Linked DNA regions of Arachis hypogaea: region 1 is linked to region 2. Evidence: chromatin contacts called from public Hi-C data. All regions are on one chromosome and are shown on one strand. The core of a region is the stretch at or near the end of the contact, and the rest is flanking DNA. Distances in the headings are between cores, read along the strand shown.

The links. A called contact is a pair of places that touch in the nucleus more often than the background predicts.
Region 1: a contact with region 2 is called in a Hi-C map of leaf, with 4 times the contacts expected there. The contact joins the enhancer-like site here to the promoter of LOC112726938 in region 2. A contact is called at or near these places in 5 of 8 Hi-C or Micro-C datasets (leaf and an unstated tissue).

The regions. Positions count from the first base shown.
Region 1 is chr12:14,068,324-14,071,023 of arahy.Tifrunner.gnm2.J5K5, forward strand. It overlaps the pseudogene LOC112726939. Among protein-coding and RNA genes, the nearest start is that of LOC112731452, 17 kb to the left of the region's middle. Within about 2 kb of position 1,443, at least 1 of the 3 cell types and tissues checked has open chromatin away from gene starts, as enhancers often do.
Region 2 is chr12:13,990,816-13,993,515 of arahy.Tifrunner.gnm2.J5K5, forward strand. LOC112726938 (lysine-specific demethylase JMJ31) reads right to left here and starts at 1,403. Exons shown (of 15, transcript XM_025776514.3): 1 at 1,228-1,403; 2 at 1,064-1,141; 3 at 847-964; 4 at 371-538; 5 at 201-269; 6 at 1-95. The coding sequence starts at 900.

The DNA of each region.
Region 1 (2,700 bases), core at 193-2,692, 78 kb after region 2:
ACAAAAAAAAAAAAAAACGAAAACATAGCACTAGCAGACATTCTTTAATTTGGCAGATTTATTTAGTAAATAAAGAAATTGGAAAGATATTGCATTTGGCAACAACTCCTTCAGCGTAAAATGGCAATGCCCCCAAAGAAAAGGAACCTATCTACGTCACATAACTCACAAGGCTGTCTTTAAGAAATTTAATGTAATTTAATCTGCTTTGAAATAATGCCTCTCCTAAGCATTATTAACAAATCCATGGCTGGTAGAATGATCCGCTTAAATAAGTATTAAAAATTTAAATTCTATTTTATATATGTAGTAATTTATTGGTCAATAATAAATTTATAAATAAAATTTAAATTTTTGATAGATCAGTCTTTGGTCTGTAACTAAAAGATATTATAGAAAAAAATTTCCTAAAAAAATCTATATCAAAATGTATAATTATATATCCTACAGGAACTTACAAATAAAGAAAATGAGATAAACCTTAAATAAGAAAAAAATGTCATTGTATTATTATTATTATTATTATTATTATTATTATTATTGGTCTAGCTCATAAAATAGTTCCCAATAAATGATAATCTTTAATATTACTTAATTAATAAGAGTAATATATATGACAGTTATATTTTTGAAAAACTTTATAATAAATTTATAGCTCCATAAGAAAAAAAAAATTCCATATAAGTATTTAATGATTGAAATGGTAGATTTATAAATTCTTGACAGAATGTAATAGAAGACTGAATTAATTAATCAGTAATATTTTAAGAATTTAATATAATATATTAATAGTGTAAAACTTATTGCATATTTATTAATTTATATTTGTTTTTTAAAGACTATTTACATGATAAACATAAAAGATAACTACTTTTACTAAGGTATAAAATTATTTTATATTAATATGAAAATTAAATTCTTAAATTAAAAAGGAAAGTGCAAATCAACAACATGGGACAGGCCACAAATCAAATGTCAAACTTAATATTATAATCTTTGAAGACCAAATCTCATGCAGACCAAAGACGCCAACAAAGTAAGAGAGAAGAGGCTTTCACGTTTGCTCCCTTCAATCACGGGCTTCCACGTGGATCCCTCCAATTCGTGGACCCTATGCTGACATGGACAAAGGGAGTGAAAAGAGAACAAGAAAAACTGTACCAGAAAAAAAAACACACACTAAACTCGCACATATAAATACCATCAGCAAAACACAAAAGCGAAATAGGTTGAAGAAAAAAAAAAAAAAAGAGGCCGTCCCAGCAACAATTTTAATTTTTTTTTCCAAAAAATTCTCCATTTTCCTTTTTTACTTTATTTTTCTTCTTCTTCTTCTTCCTATTTTCTTTTTTCTTTTTTCCAATTTAATTATTTTCTCTCTCAACAAACGAACAAACATCAGTACCTCTCACAAAAGAAGAAAAAAAAAAGAAAAAAAAAAAACACCGTTTCGTTTTTAGCTCTCTTCTTCTCTTCTCCCTCCGCTTTCTAGGGCTGCGAAACATTTTCCGAGAAATTAGAGGAAGCTAGATTGATCGAAGACCTCAACGACGACGACGAGGAAGAAGAAAGAAACCTGAAAAAATTAAAATGATAGTAAAAAATTAGGGAAGAGAAGAACGAACAAAGAAAAAGAAAGAAAAAAAAAACGCCGCGAAGAACTTTCAATTTTTTCACGAATCTGGAGGGATTTCGAATCGCAATCTGGTGGTGGTGGTGGCGGATCTCGGTTGGCGCTGAACCTTCCCTGCCATTTTTATTTTTTGAATCGGCACGGTTGAACGCATTCGGAGCTGTAATAATCGCAGATTTTCTTCCTTTTTTCATGTTGTTGTTGTGGATCTGTTGAAATTAACTGTGTTGTTGATGTGTTTGAAGGATCGAGAGGTAGGAGAACGATGAAATGGGGGACGTTGCTTAAGGACTTCAGAGAGAAGGTTGGCTTCACTCAATCGCCGCCCTCTGTTTCTTCTTCTTCAGCTTCTGCTTCAGCTTCCGCTTCTTTTCCTTCTGCTTCTTCCCCTACATCTCTTCCTTCGTCTTCTCCTAACCACAATGCCTTCTCAGCTTCGCAAATCTCTCCTCTCTCTCCTTCCAGGTTTGTTCCGCATCAACATTCTTCTTTTAGCACTATTTTACTTTTCCTTAATGTAAATCTTTGAATAATTAGTTAAGGAATGCTTTGTTTTAGTCAGGCTAGAGGATTGATACTTCACTTCTTATTTTATTTTATTTTTTGTGTGTTAAATATAGTTTTTGGCTAAATCTCTCTCAGTGTGAAGTTTGATTCAAATGCATTTGATTATGAGCTATTTTGAGTTGAAAATAAGTATGATTCAGATGTGCTAGTAGTTGTTTGGTTGAGTTTAAGCAATGGAAATTGTATTCTGTTGTTTGAGTGGGAGGATTTGAGCTTGGCTATTACATTGGCTTCGAGTTTTGCTTGTGAAGAATGGAAGGGAAAGGAGAGAGAATTGTGGATTTACCTTTCCTAGAAAACTTTATTCAGACAGTTTACTTCTGTAATTGGTATTTTGTGGGAAGTATGAAGGGTTATGGGCTTATTTCCAAAATCCTTTATTAACTTAGCTTTCTATTTTCTGCCATTGACTTGAGTTGTCAATTCTAAGCTGTAAGAAGTTTTGTTAGCTTAATTTAAGGCAAAGGATTATTGCTGGGTAGAGAAAGCAGAGTCCCGTT
Region 2 (2,700 bases), core at 153-2,652:
TTGTTGTGTGGATCATAGTGAGTACTTGATCTGGCTTGGGCATTGTTCATCCACAAATTTATAGAAGACAGCTCTTTTCCCTCCAAAATCGGAGGCTGCAGAAAACAACTATTATAAATTAGATTTCTATGACCAAAAATTCCTGCTATGATATGTCGAAATATAGACAGCATAGCAAAATAGCTGGATAATGTACTAACAGTCTGAATGTCTTCCCTTAGAGCCTCCAATTGGACCCTCTCCTCGCGATCGCTGTTCATAATTGGAACCTAAGTTACATTTCACCCCAAAACAATAAAAAGAAAAGAACTTAGCACTTTGAACTGATCGGCAAAATTACATATTATCTCATTGCTGTTGAATTTCCAACCTGTGCCAAATAAATTTGTTCAGGAACACCTTCCAAGGATAAATCACCACACTCTGCGTCATGATTTTCCATGTCAAGGCAAGGATCAAGAGCTTCTTCTTTGTCCTTGCATTTCGTCAGCATTCGTTTCTTACATAAACCAATGAAGGTAGAAAACGGTAGAGGAACCTGCCAGCAACGGAATCGAAAAGGGAAAGTGAAATAAAAGTTTGTTTTTCAGTCTCAACCACCAATAATTAAAATCTACTAAAATGAGAATGATCTAGTTTGAGTCAAGCTAACACCCTATAAGAATAGAATCATCATTCACAACTCAAACTGTCAAACATCAAAATTAACAGTACTGAATCACTTGAACCAAACAGAGACTGAAAAATATAATTCAAACTCAAACTTTACATAGCCACATCCATATCCATATAGAATTAAATAAATTTCGCTCCATAAAATTAAAACAAGATTAAGTGGGAAATTACCCGGTCATGGCTTCCAAGATCACCATAAAAGACGGGTGCAGATTGTGACACCATAGCTTCCACCGTAGCAGAACCTACCCGCGCCTAGGTTTCATTTTCAACAAGCATATACCAGAAACTAAACACATTCAGTTATTTTCATATTCAACATAACACAGAATTTTAAAAAACAAAATAAAATAAAATAGAAACTTCAAATAAATGAATGGTTGTGAACCTGCAAGTAGTTGAGACCACCGTTGGATGGGTTCCATTGAGAGAAAGCTCTCCAGCTCTTAGTGCATCCAACGAACACCTATTTTTTCAGTTTTTTTTTTAATTAAAAATGAATTAAAATTCAAATAAATAATAGTAGGGGAGAGAGAGAAGGTTAATGTTTACAGCGGGAAGATTAGTGGATTCAATGAAGGATTGGAAGTGTTTAGAGGTTGGAAGCTCTTCGTATCTTTGGATTCTAATGGATTCATCCATCCCTAATGCGTTGCTGTATTCAACACACAACTTCGATTGTAGCACTGAACTGAACTCTCTGTGTGTGCAGTGTCTGAAGCTGGTGTGCAAAGATTTTGGGCCTAATTGGGCTTTAATAGCCCAACCTAAAACTCCGTCTATTACAAAACTGGCCCAATATGTACCAAAAATAAAAAACAATAGGTGACCTTTATCCACCCAAGCGAAAAAAAAAAGGTGACCTTTATCCCAATATATTTTAGTTTCACATGGGTCACGCCTCACGGTATTCCTTACTCAACAGGCCAGAACTAATCTATTAGAAATCAAAACCCAATTTAAGAATTTTTTACTTGCCAAATAGATTATTGCATACATAAGAGCTAACCACACACCAACCCAATATATTATATAGTAACAAATTAACAATGCTAATTTGAGTGAAAAAAAAGGTATTTTTTAGGACAACTATATTATATTTGTACCAAAAATCAATTACTATAATATATATATATTAAAAATAAATTAAATATCAGATATATTTATACATAAATATATAGCGATTAATTTGATGACTAATTTTTACTGTGCATATAACAATTTTTTTTTAATACATTCGTGCCTCTTATGTTGAACAATATATATGCCTGTATCTCTTATGTAGAACAATATGTCATGCATGTTTTTGAAAATTGATATAGCAAGACTCTAATTTACCTCTAATTTTAGATAGTAGAAGTTACACATAATATAAAACATATAAATTATTTAGTAACAATTAGATTTTTATTATTTAATTTTGATCCACTGTCAGTATAAAATTTACATGTACATCTAATTACATAATGTCATATTAGTAAAAATAACTATTTTTTACATTTATCGTGTGAATAGTCATCTAAAAAAACGGATATAATTGTACGACTATATAAAACACTTTATACTATTAGTGCATCAAAAGTAAACTCTATATTTTTTTATCAATTTTATCGTTTAAGAAAATTATTTTCGCCAACATGGCCTAGACGCTTATGACGTGGATGTATATATCTGATCCATTTCTTTTGTTACAAGTAAGCTTCATTATCCTCAGAATACATCAAATAACTTAATTGTTTGACTGTTCCAAACTTCACCATTTGGAACATACAATTAACAATAATTTGTATTCTTTCACGTGTCTGTTCGTGTTGCTTACGAAGCATATAATAATGTTTATTCTTTAGGTGATCAATGTTAAGCTGATCATAATTAACGGTTTCTTTATGCATTATTGAACCGTCACTTGATAGATATATTTATTATTAGTTTAAGCTATAATAATAATATTACGCACAAACCTTATGACTAAGTCCTTCAATCATATATCAACATTCTAAAACAATACCAAGTGGTTTCATTCTA